Regions from separate parts of the Oryctolagus cuniculus genome. Here region 2 is linked to region 1. The links are chromatin contacts, called in public Micro-C maps. All regions are on one chromosome and are shown on one strand. The core of a region is the stretch at or near the end of the contact, and the rest is flanking DNA. Distances in the headings are between cores, read along the strand shown. Region 1 holds the start of LOC103350545 (transcription factor SOX-4). Region 2 holds the start of LRRC58 (leucine rich repeat containing 58).

What was found. Hi-C and Micro-C count contacts between places; a contact is called where the count stands out from the background.
Region 2: a contact with region 1 is called in a Micro-C map of ear pinna, with 2.9 times the contacts expected there. The contact joins the promoter of LRRC58 here to the promoter of LOC103350545 in region 1. A contact is called at or near these places in 2 of 6 Hi-C or Micro-C datasets (ear pinna and an unstated tissue).

The regions. Positions count from the first base shown.
Region 1 is chr4:76,546,555-76,553,508 of mOryCun1.1, forward strand. It overlaps LOC103350545 (transcription factor SOX-4), which reads left to right and starts at 4,628. Exons shown (of 3, transcript XM_070072191.1): 1 at 4,628-5,838; 2 at 6,851-6,954. The coding sequence starts at 4,628. The coding sequence ends at 5,611. It overlaps GSK3B (glycogen synthase kinase 3 beta), which reads right to left and starts at 4,417. Exons shown (of 11, transcript XM_002716661.5): 1 at 4,128-4,417. The coding sequence starts at 4,215.
Region 2 is chr4:76,798,248-76,804,522 of mOryCun1.1, forward strand. It overlaps LRRC58 (leucine rich repeat containing 58), which reads right to left and starts at 2,941. Exons shown (of 4, transcript XM_002716657.5): 1 at 2,196-2,941. The coding sequence starts at 2,695.

The DNA of each region.
Region 1 (6,954 bases), core at 3,378-5,877:
TGAATGGAACTCCTGGCTCCTGGCTTCAGTATGGCTCAGCTCTGGATGTTTCAGGCAAGTGAACCAGCAGATAGAAGGTGTGTGTGTACACATGTGTGTCTTTCTCTCTCTTCCTCTATCACTCTGCCTTTCAAATAAGTAAATCTTTTTTACAAAAAAGCTTTATATAAGGAAACAATTTAAGTGCTACTCACTGGCTTATTTTCCTCTTTTACAAATTTTCTATTTAAACATTGAACCTAGACAAATAGCTAAATTTTTTCAAAAGTTTGTCAAAAGGATTCATTACTAATATTTTAACTGAAACTGCCATAAGTTGGTAGCCCCTTACTTTCTGTTTTGAGTAAAAGATCACATGATTCTAAAGAAGGAATTATAATAATATTAACATTAGGTAATAACACATAAACCTGATGTGAACGAAAAAGAAACCGATTTTACCATAGCAAGTAAGGATTTCAACACTCATATACCAATTTAAACTTGGAATAAATACTTTAACTCAACAAAAATTACTTTTTTAGAAAATCAACTTTTAATTTCTGTAAGAATCTTCACATGCAAAATGAAGGCTCTTAGTATTATTACTATCATTTTTAATGTAAGGTTTACCGGAAAAAAACATTATTTATGAAAAAGTTTTAAGTATGCGACAGAAACTAAAAACTGATATTGAAAATACTTAAAATGTTTAAGTCACAATTTACTCCAAAAAGTATACTCATTGTTTTTAAGTAAGTTACCATGAAACTATTATAACTTAGTTTCAAATGTGAGGCTTTTGAATTTCAAATTATTTTTTAAGACTTTAATGAAAAGCCTGGAAATAAAAACCTTTAGTTTAATGCTAATATAAATCTAACATTTGTAGGTATAGAAAAATTAGAATTAGTGCAATTTTAGACTGGAAAGTTAAATATAATTGCCAATAACTGCTGTCTGATGAATTTCAAGGCAACTTATCCTATATGAAACTTTTTTTAAAAAGTTAACTCATCTACAGTTGCATCTCAGCACTTTCTCAATTTTCCCATTACAATTAACAATGTAACTCAGCGGTCAAGTCTTCCAGACCAATAACCTCAGAATTTATTTTTAACTCCTGACTTGTTCACAAATAGTCCCCTTCAGTCCAATCCAAAACCCTGCCAGTTCTTCTTCACACCATCTCTCAAATCTGTTCCTTTCATCCCATTTTCAGTTTATTTTATTCCCTCATGATTCACAACATACACTAGCATCTCCCTAAAGGGCTCTAATATAGTTCTACTCTAATTCAACTTAGCTGCCCAAATCATCTTCAAATACCTTGTTCAGGGGTGGGTGTTTGGTACAACTCACATCCCACATGGCAGGGCCAGTTCTAGTCCCAGCTCCTCTGCTTCCTGCTAATGCACATCCAAGGAGGCAGCAGATGAAAGCTTAAGGACTTGGGTTTCTACCACCCAAGTGGAAGACTCAGACTGAGTTCCAGCTCCTGCCTTAGGCCTGGTCCAGCCCTGGCTGTTGTGACCATTTGTGGAGTGAAGCAGCAGATGAGAAGATCTGTCTCTCTGCCTTTCCAATAAAATTAAAATAAATAAAGTTTATAAAAAAAAAAAACTGTTCAGAGCTCTCATGAATGTCAAACTTTTTCAGACCCCTTGCCCTCTGTCAGCTATCCTTCCAATATTTCTCAAATTTTACCTGTTATTTTCCTACTTAGGCTTTTATAATTCAGATTTACCAGCTTATTTATTGCCTCTCCTACAAAACTCACCATCTCTGTGCCTGGAGTCCTTTCACCTAGAATCTTTCATGCTTCTCCACCAATTCAAGACACAGCCTTCTTTAACACCTGTCTTAAAAGCACACCTTCTCTACAGGAAGCCTTCTCCCTCCAATGCATGTCTCACCCCTTTATTCTTTGTCCCTCTGAACAAAGGATTCAATTTGTATTTTGCCTTGCAGTCGTAATGCCATTGTTTTCATTGTTTTTCCCATAAATTGCCTCTACTACTAAGTGACCAGCTTTTTTTGAAGCCAAGGACTATAATTTCATATGTATCTCTTTTGAACATGGGTCCTGAAAACACCAGCACCTAACAAATGCCTAATGACTCCCCTTTCTTCTAAATATCCCTAAAGCTAGGCTTATCAAAAATGCATATTCAGCAATAAATTCCAACTTTTTAAATATTAAGTTGAAGGACATGATAACAGAAAATCAAACATTTTAACCTACATACTTTACAAAAATCACACCATTCTTGGTCAACATGTATGCCATCAAGAATTAAGGAGTCATCTTCAAAGAAAATCCTAGAAACAAAATATAAAATCCCAGAATTTAGCATTATACACTAGCATTATAGATCTCTGAAATACATCTAATAATTATATTCCTAAAACTGACTTTCAGTGTTTTTTAATTATTACCAAGATGTAAAACATACAATCACTGCAGTATCACAAGAGGCTCTTAATTAGCTATTGTAATATTTGCTTCATCATAGCTAAAAATTACCCCCAGAATAAAAAACTTCTTTCAAATGACCCCATGAAGGGCTTAGAAAGCATGACCCTTCTCTAAAAAGATGCATAATCAGCTTCCCTCTTTACATACTCTGCATTCTCTACTAGCTAGTCACTGAAAAAAAAATTAACTCAAAAATAATCTCCCATTCAGCTATTACCTTGGACTATCCTGTTTCAGGCAAGTTCCAAAAGCCAAAGTGATTGGAATCTTGAGTTCAATTAAAAGTAAACATTTTATATTGCTTAAGGATGTAATCAAGTCCACATAACAGAATCTACTGTTTAAGGCTCTTCAGTTCTCTTAGCTCCTCTAGGCAACAAAATAGTTTGCCCTCTTCATGCCCCTTTCTCAGAGAATAAGGAAACAATATAAACATTTTTTTTTGTCAAAATCTGGAAGTATATTTAAATAACCTGCCATTAATTGCCACACAAACCCCTTCACAAACAGAGCTCTGTGGGATCACTGGATACTTAGTATAACAAACACCTCAAGAAAACAGACTTTGTGAAAGTACAGTCTGGTAACAACCCTGAGACCACATCCCAGACAGCCCTACCATTTCCAGAAGGACAACCTTCTGCAAAAACTATGATGGAAAGGACTAAATCTATGTTCCTCTAACTAAATTCAATCTTATCTACAAGAAAACTGATGCAAGGATATTTTAAGTATTCCTAAAAAGGAATCCTCTGTACTCTAGAATATTTTAACAAGTAACAAATGCAACAGCACGTCAAAATTGAACTTAAATGACAATGAGTCAGTGACAATTAACATTTAACTTAGTATCTGGCATTATGACAACATACGCCTCAATCAAAACTTGGACCTCCTTCCAAGTTACCTTTTGATTAAACAAATTATATGGTGGCAGATTGGTAATGCCAAAACAGGAAGGTTAAGAGATAACAGATTAAACCACTTATCCAATTCAAGACAATGTATTTGGAGATGCTACTGCTGCTGGATATTTATCTGTTCCCATCAGCCCCTTGTAAAGGGAGGGAGCGATGATCACCTCCACACATGAATGCTGGTTACTGAGCAAGTTCATCCCCAGGTTAAGAACAAATACTTTGTATAGTTACACCAGCACGAAGAGAAACGTTAGGAGACTGGGACATTTCATGTCTCCATGAAGTACACAAAGCTGTGATAACCCGAGACTTGAGCTAACCAGAATTTCCTCCCTCGTTCCAAAAGACAAACACTCTGCAAATGCACATAATGGTTTATGAGTCGTTTAGTCCTCTTTATTCAAAAGGGTCGGCAAGCAAACGCTTCCATCACAATTTCCAAGTGGAAACACCCAAGCACTGGATAAAGGCGACCATCAGTAGCAAGGAAAGCACAAGAAACGTTTCAAATCGAATCATCGAAATAAAAATCGTACTCTCTGAACTCAAGGTTAATGAGACCGAGGGAGGGGGTTATGGGAGGAGAAAAGAGGGAGCTGCCTCATCCTCGACTGAAGACAGGTCTTGCTCTTTTCCATTAGCTCTGGTGAGTGTTCCATCAGGTCTAGTATGTTAAGGTTCTAGGACTTCGAGGTTGCTTATTTTAGGGGTGAGACGGAGAAGGGGTGTAAAATAAAATCAATACTCACTGCTAACTTTCATGCTGCCAAAAGCTGAAGGCTGCTGCACTGGCTTGCAGCTCTCCGCAAAGGAGGTGGTTCTGGGCCGCCCTGACATGATCACTCTCTTCCCGAATCACCTTTTCCTTCCTTCCTCCTTTTCTTCCTTTTGTTTTATATTGGGGTGTTAGGTTAATGATAAATGCAGCATTAAGTTCTCCCACAAGAAAGGAAAAAAAAAGACTTCGTCCTCTTGGCTTTTCACTTCTTTTGTATAGCTATATTAAAAAAAAAAAAAAAAAAAAAAAAAACACGAGCGATGTATTCTCCTTCAAGACGGATCCGTACGGATATTTAACATATAGATGATTTGGGGCTGGGGGAGGGGAAAAAAAAAACACAATTCTTTCCCCTCCCTTTCCTGGGAGGGGGGACTCCTTAAAAAAAATCACGTGAAATGGGGACAAATACTTGATTGAAAATAAGTACTTTGGATTTTATATTTTCCTCGGGGATTTTTTTCCGAGTCAATGAAGAAGGGAAGCGGCGGAAGGATCACGAGTCTCACGCTTGAAGAGAAGGGGGGATGGGAAGGAGGGAGGGAGAGGGAGGGGGCGGCTCGGAGATGCGACGGGAAACGCTGCGGCTCCGGCAGCGGCGGGATCCGGCGGGGGCCCGGCGTCCTGGAGGGCGGCGGCGTCGCGAGTCAGTCAGAGGCGGGCGGCGGCGGCGGCTCCTCTCCTCATTGCGCCAGGAGCAGCTGCAGGCGGCGGCTGGATCCAGCGGCCATGGCGGCGGCGGTGGCGGAGGCAGCTCCCTTCAGACCCCAGGCAGCGGCTCCTCGACTGCTCCCCATACGCCGGGGACATGGGAACCCGGCAACCGCTTCCGTCTCCCTCGGGGCCCCCTCCCCCGTCCAAAGCACCAGCGCGGCCGCCCTCACGCCCCGCGCCTCAGCTCCGTGTCCGCTGAGGAAGTGTCCGTGCTGTGCCCCCAGTCCGGAGCCCTGTCAGCGGCTGCGGGGCCGGCTCCTCCTCGCTTCCTTCCTTCCTTTGTCACTCGGCCCGGGCGGCGGCGGCGGCAGCGGCAGCGGCAGCACAAACCCGCATTCGCCCGGGTCGGGGGCTGCTCTGTGTGAGGAGCTCCGTCTGCGCAGCCGCCTAGCGCCTTCCCCCCTCCCCCTCCCTCTCCCCGCCTCCTACTCGTCCTCCGCCTCCTTCCTCCCCCACCCAGCCTTATACCGCCCCGCGCCCCGCCGCCCGCGTAACAGGCGTCTGGGAATCGCCGGCCGAGCCCAACGCCCGCCCTCTTCGGCGGCGGAGCCGAACCCCCAGCGAAGCCAATCACGGGCGTCGTTTCTTTACGGCTCCTCCCGGAAAAAGCCGATCGGCCTGAAGAGCCAATTAGAATGGGCCCCCGGGAAGCCTCGCCTAGAGAGCGGAAAATGCCGAAGGCATCCGAACGGAAAGAAGGTGGATTCGGCTTGTTCTGTGGCTGGCTGGAGGACAAATTAGACGAGGGCAACAGGGGCCAATCACAGTCGTCGCCCTCGCGAATAAGCATTAAAGAGTTAAGGACGGTGAAACCCAGAGTCGCTGGTGAAGCTGCAGGGCTGCGAGTTGGGGCTGCTTCGTAATTGGCTGGAAAACTCCGCTGGGAGTGAACCTCCCTCGATGATTGGCGAAGGGCAGGGGGCTTCCGAGGACATGTGGCCAGTCAGAAGACCTCCCCCCTCGCCAAGGTGGGGCGAGGAAAGCGGAGGGAGGATGTCTATAAGGTGCCGTCTCATTGGCCGGAAGCTTTGGAGCCGGGAGGGGTGGCGAAAGAGAAAGGGAGGGAGGCCGAAACCCTTAGCGGTGGCCAATGGGCCCTGACTGCCATCCAATCGCAAGACCTAGCTGCAGCGTGATTGGCGTTTGGCCTTCGGCGGCGGTCCCAGGAGCTGAGAGAAGCTTGACTGGGCTGCGGCGGACTTGTGTGTCGGGCTCGCTTGTGGCTGCTCCCGACCGGTGTGGAAACCGCAGTTAAGGAAGCACGAGCCCTCCCCTCAGCCGTCCGAAACTGCTGCGGTCGGCGGGGCCGGTTTCTGAGGCGCGCTCAAATGAGCAGAGGGTCCAGGGGCTCCCCCCGCCCACGAGAGGCTCTCCGCGGGGCGCGGCTGGCTCTGCCCTCAGCCCGAGATCGCGCCTGCCGAGTGTCAGCGGCGTCTTTCCTGAAAGGGCCTGACGGACGAAGGGGTCTCCCCAGCGGGGTGCGAGCCCTCAGATGCTAAAGTACGAACAAAGCTTCCAGAGAGGTAGCGCCTATGGGCGGCCGCGCCTCGCCCTGTCCGGGGCCATTGACAGAGTGGGGTTCACTGTGGTTGGTGCGCGCGCCCGGGCCGGGCCTTCTGGAAACGCCCCCCGAAAGATGAGCTCATGCTGGATGCGCGCGCTCCTTGGGCGCGACCGCCCGGCTCAGAACTGGCCCCGAAAGCAGGTGAGGGGAAATGCGGTCAAGCCGGATTTCCTGAAGCCTCCGAGGCAACGGGGAGTCGGAAGAGCCCATAGTAGCTTTGGGTCTTTGGGAGCCTCACTGAACTATAGAAGTGGTTTCGGAGAAGGCCTCACACATAAACCAGTGTCTATTGTTCTGCCAGAGAAGCAGTTCCTTTCGTCCAGTAAGGTGGGGCTGTGTTAGGACAGCAGAGAACGTAGAGGGGGCAGTTGCCATCCCGACTGTAATCCAGTGGCGCCTGTCATTTCCACCTGCAGAGTCATCCCTTTCTGTTAAGATGCTATCTCCAGAAAGCACCTGTGAAAGAACCCATACTTGATCAGATTACCTGGCTGCTGCTTTGCAGAACTAATGAAGGGCT
Region 2 (6,275 bases), core at 1,691-4,190, 250 kb after region 1:
TTGTTGAACTCTTTACTTAGTGTAGGGTTAATCTTAGGAGTATAAAGTTAACTGAAAATAGATCTTTGTAAAAAATAAGAATGGGAATAGGAGAGGGAGGAGGAAGAAGGGCGGGAGCATGGGTGGGCAGGAGGGTAGGGTGGGAAGAATGTTCCTGAATCTGTATATATGAAATGCATTCCTTAAATAGAAGGCTTCTTGGTAATAAGAAATAAATAAAAATACATATCACTTCAAAAAAGATAATATCCTATAAAATAATAAGGCAGGAAAAATATATTTAGAGCACCTATGACAGCCTGCTGCATCATTTGCCTATCTACCTTTTTAACCATGTCATGGAACTAACACTTGCACTGGGTTCCTCTTCTATTGAGAAAATTCAAATTGAGAAGGTTGGAAACACCTAACACTAAAATCCAAAGGAACCAAGGCCTATCACTTTTATCTCTAAAGCTCTCTCCCACTTTTCTGTCTTACCATCTCTCCAGATATCATCCTGGCATAAGCCATCATCTCTCACCCTAATGGATGGCCTCGAATGTCTCTCATCTCACCACCCTCTCCCTACTTCAGTCTTGCACAGCAACAAGACACAGGTGCTTAGAACTCTTCCATGTGCACTTGAAATAAAATCCAAACTTCACCACCTCCCTCAGGATCTACCATGGCCTGACTGGCCACTTTCTCTCTCGATCACTTCCTAGTATGTCCCATGTCTACCCTTCAGATTTTTGGCTACTCTCCTTCTTGCCTCTGAGCTTTCACATATGCAGTTCCTTCCAACAGGGCTGATCCCTATGTCTGCCACCCCCAGTTATTCTTAGCCTTCCTTCAAAAGCTTAATTCAAATGTCACTTGTTCAAGGACCAAAATATGTCAGGTTTCCCTGCTATTTTGTTTCAAGACATCTTACATGTCTTCTAGAACTTATAGCCATTGTAATTATAATTAGGCTTATAGTCAGTTGTTGAATGTCCGTCTTCTCCACTGGTTTGTCAGCTCCATGAGGGGAAGACCATGTCCACCACCACACCCCCAGCACCTGGGACAGTGCCCGACACCTGTAGCAACTCCAGCAACTCCGTCAGCATCTGCTGAAAGGTGAACAAAAGGACATCTTGTCCAAGTGCCTCATTTGCAGATTAGGAAGCCATGGTAGGCTATGTTAAGTGATTTGCCCAAGGCTGGGACACCAAGAGTTCTTATTCCCAGGCCAATGGTCTTCTCATTACACTTAACTCTGAGGTCTCATTCAGAGATAAGATCCTGTTGTTGTTGAAAATTCAAGAAAGGGTATGAAAATGTTTTAAAAGCAGAAGACCCTTCTGTTTTCACTCTGGATTTCCCTCTCCCGCTTGGGGCACCTTTTGGCGACTTTTCTTATTTTGCGTCTCTGCCTCCTTCCATTAACTGAAAAATCCAGTAAGGTTGAGGCAGGCAGCCTCCAAAGACAAGGAATAATATTCAGTAAGGTAAAGGTAATGGTGGGATGAATGAGGTACAGAAGCACACTTTAGGGAATAGTTGTCCAGGGAGCATTAAAGGAGGAAATCACGGAGGTGACCCTTGAGACAGGTTCTGAAAGATGAATAGGAGTTTGCCAAGCAAAAAAAAACTCATTCCAGGCAAAGAGAACAGCACATGCAGAGACAATGCATCTATTCCATACATACTTATTTAGTACCCACTAGGTGCCACCGGGTGCCTGCGGGCAGCTTCCCCTATATGCTGGGAACGTGCATGGCTCACTGAGCTCCACAAACGAACAGTGCTTCTCTTGCTACAGGGAAGAGAGAATTGGCAATGCAATGGAAAGTCAGGTCATGCTAAGGGGCATGTCCTTTGACCTATAGGTAGAGAGGCTTTTGAGCAAGTAAGATTTACACCATCTGGAGTAGCAGTTCAGATCACTCTCCACACCTAAGGAAGAAGAGAAAAAAACTGCTTTGCAAATCTGCTTAGATCAAAAGCAAGAAGCAAACGGTGTTGCAAACGCAATCTTAGGATACCTTTACTGCAATTTGCTGGGCCGGTCGGGCTTGACTGACCACCCAACAGGTAAAAGAGAGCCTGGAAGAAGAGTTAATGACAAACGCAGGGCGCCCAGGCTCGGGGTCACGGGGTCCCCAGACCCCGCCCCAGGCTCTCCTAGCCCCCACCCTCACCCGGCCCCTGGCAGGGCCCCCGCTCACCTCTGCAAGTTCTCGATCTCGGCAGGGATGCTCTGCAGCTGGTTGCCGCCCAGGCTGAGGGTCTGCAGCGCGCGCAGCTCCAGCAGCGAGGGGGGCACCTCCTGGAAGCAGTTGCCGCTGAGGTTGAGCACCTGGAGGCTGTGGCGGAGCGGGGACTGGGCCAGGCCCTTGGGCAACGCACCAGGCCCGCCGAGGCGGTTGTTCCTGGCCAGCAGCGTGCGCAGGCCGCGCAGCGCCAGCAGCTCCGGCCCGAGCGCGGTCAACGCGTTGCCGCTCACGTCCAGCAGCTGGAGGTGCGGAAAGCCGCTGCCCAGCGCCCGCGGCAGCGACACCAGACGGTTGTGGGGCAGCAGCAGCCGCAGCAGCGCCTCCCGCGTGCCCCGCCGCTCCTCGCCCCGCGCCTCCAGCTCCGACTCGAGCGTCTCGAGAGACACGCTGAGGCGGGACCAGTTCAGTTCTGCTTCCCCGTTCGTGGCCACCCCCGCTCCGGCCTCCTCCATCCTGGCCACCGCCCTGCGCGGCGATCCCCAGGCCTGGCGCGCCGCTGCGCCCCGGAACCTGAACCGACGGCTGCGTCGGAAGTGGCGCGGGCGGCCGCTAACCCCGCGCGCCCTGGCCGAGTCACGCGACGCGAGGCGCCGCGGTGCGCGCGCTGCTCGGGGGCGGGCTCCGCCTCACGTGGCGCACGGCGCGGGCGGCCAGAGAGGGCGGCGTGGGGGCGCGCGGCGCTGGGGTAGCCGTCCCGGGCCCGCTCCGTTGTCCTTTGGCTGGGGGCCGGCCCGGGCGGCTCGGCTTTATAGGGGCTGGAGGCTGCTGCCCTGCCCCCAGGCGCCAGGACCGCCCCTGTAAACAGCCGCAGGAGACTGGTTATCTGGCCTATGGGTCCGCGCGTCATGGGCGCGCCGCCCACTCGGTCGCCCCGTGCGGACTGGGGCCCCTGGACTGCAGGGTTCTTTGAGAACTCAGGAATTTCGTGTGGTTCAACTTGGTCACAGCCAACCCAAGGCATTAGAAGTCTGGGAATTAACAAAGGGCAATAGCTGGGCTAGAAATCAGAACCCTGTTATTAAATAGCCTGGTGGCTTTGGACGAGGGTTTTGATTTCAGGGATTCCAGCCATAAAATACGGGTAATACCTAGGCTACTTGCGGTAAAGGATTGTTTTAAAACGAAAAAAAGTCTAGAGATATGGCAAGTAAGGACGTTTTGCCTATCCTAATTGTACTTGCACCTCTGGTCGTTGCTCTAAATTGTGATTAAGAATGAATCTGACAATCGTGGTGGAAAAATCCTAACTGGCTTTAATTTGGTAATTTTAAGTGATATATTTTCATCTTTGTTCCAAACTCAGTGTTTTCTGAAATTACTTTTTAGAATGTTTACAAGTCATGAGTAGGAATGAGAAAAATACTGTGCTTTTTCATTTTCTGGCAAAGCGTATGAATAAGAAACTTAAATGATTGGTTGTAGTCAATGACATTAAGTTGCTTTTCTCCTAAAGAAAGAAGGATAAAAGTTTTTCTTGCCAGTCATTTGAGAAATGTTATGTCTCTTAGCCAGAACCTAACTTTCACTTCTGGTTGAATTGTAGTCACTGGAGGATAAACTCAATTTAATCCAAGGGTGGAATGTTTGTAAAACCTACATTCTGGAGTCTCCTGCTTGAAAGAGTCCTTTATAAAATAGGCCTTGTTTTGGATCGAGCTAACATTCTGGCAGTTGCCCTAGTATGTGAAAACTGCAATGATTTTAAACTAATAGTGTTCTGGGGCCAGCACTGTGACTCAGCAGGTTAAGCCACTACCTGCACTTACGGTATCCCAAGTTGGCACTGGTTCCAGTCCTGGCTGCTCCACTTCCGATCCAGATCCCTGCTCTAGTGAGCCTGGGAAAGCAGCAGTCCCTGGGCCCCTGCACCCACATGGGAGACCCGGAAGAAGCTCCTGGCTCCGGCCAAGCCCAGCCCTGGCTCTTGTGGTCATTTGGGAAGTGAACCAGCAGTTGGAAGATCTCTTTCTCTCTTTCCTTTCTCTGTAACTCTTTAAAATAAATAATATTAATAGCAATTAATAGGGGCCAGTGCTTTGGCCTAGTGGGTAAAGCCGCCACTTGCAGTGTCTGCACCCCATATGGACGCCGCTTCGAGTCCCAGCTGCTCCACTTCTGATCCAGCTCTGTGCTATGGCCTGGGAAAGCAGTAGAGGATGACCCAAGTCCTTGGGACCCTGCATCTGCATGGGAGACCCAGAAAAAGCTCTGGCTCCTGGCTTTGGGTCGGCCCAGCTCTGGCCATTGAGCAGCCACTTGGCGAGTGAACCAGCAGATGGAAGACTCTATCTCTCTCTCCCTCTCTCTCTCTGCCTCTGCTTCTGCTTCTCTGTAACTGCCTTTTAAATAAATAAACCTTTAATAATAATAATAAAGTTCTATGCTTTGAGAATGTGATAAAGAATAATGTAAAATGAGGAAAATAATTTGAATGTGATTCAAAAATAGAATTATTAAGTTTACAAATCATTGAAATTAAAGGGGAAAAGATATTCCCAATAATAAAGATGCCTCCTGGGAGCAAGTTGAATACTTCAGGACAGTAACTACGGAAGTTGCAAGAATAAAGCTGGTGTACAGGAAAGAAGTAAGTGAACTGATAGATTTTGAAAGCCTACTGCTTGCTGAGCTGTAGTATGAATTATTTTGCTATAATAAAGACTCAGCTATCTAGTTATTGAATTTAAGATAAATGTAACCAGATTATTGACAGAAAAAAAAAAAACTCCTCAGAAACCATCTTCTGAAAGTTACAAGCAGTGTCTGGCTTTTTGAAACAATTGGCAAGAAAACTATAAATTTCAGTAAAAAATGCTTATCTCTGATCCAAATTATCTATCTATATATCTTTATTCATTTTTGTATTCTACCCCATAAGTAGCACATACCCTACCACTACCTCGGATGATTTATTGCAGATAATTTGAATTGATTGTGTTGAGTGTCCTTCTTTTTTTTTTTTTTTTTTTAATAATTAGATTGGATTGTAAGATCCTTGTAGAGAGGAACTGCTTTTCTCACTACTCTGTCTTCCATCTGTAACACATGCCTGGTTCGAAGTAGATACTCTATCTTTTGAATAGCTGAATGTATTTATAAATACTGTTTTAGTTGAAGTTATATTTATAAAGCACCTATATTATCAAGAATTTTAAATGTAATTTTATTGACCACATCAAATTTATCAAAAGGAAATTTGTTTCCCTGTGTTAGAGACAAGGAAGCTGAGGCTCAGAAGTGCTGGGTAACTGACATCACGCAGAGAGTAAGAGGCCTGGTAGCAGTTCAGCCTTGGGTCCACAGGGCTCCAGAGTCCATGATCCTTCCATTGCACCACACTGTTCTCTTGCACCCAGCGTAATCTTTAAAAAAATGATTCAAAGCAATTATAAGATTTGCAAATACAGTGTGATCAGTATAACAAATGGAATTCATCTATTTATGGTGCTCAAAGTACTGGAACTGTTAGGATTGTAGGGTATTTGTTTGGGGTTGGGAGTTTTGTGGGCCTCTGACACAAAACTGGAGTAGGGCACTTGGATGAGAGGCACATGAATCAAATGAAGTTTATTATAGAAAATTATATCACATGGCCCTGCTCCAGGACCACCACCGTTTAGAACCGTGGTGGATCTATCTGATGAGGTAAGTCTGTTGGCAGACTGGCAGGTGGCTTATTGGTTTTAAGACACTGCCCAAATGGATAAAAGCAGAGGTCATTTTTTCCTACATTCTTTTCCAGGAATTTAAAGAACTTAGAGGGAATCCTAATTGGTAGCAGATCAGAAAGAAGTAGACACATACAGAGCTGCTAATTTTTATTGATTGTGGAACATACAAAGGTACCTCAAAAAGTCCTTGGAAAATGGAGCTATAATACACATTTATTGCAGGAAAGTTTTGAAATCCATGCACAGTTTTTTAATAATGTGAATTTTCCGCAAAATTTTTGTAGACTCCTTGTAAGTGCAAAGATTCATAAAATACCACTGCCGAGGACTCAGGCTGCCTTATGTCCAGAATGACACTCTA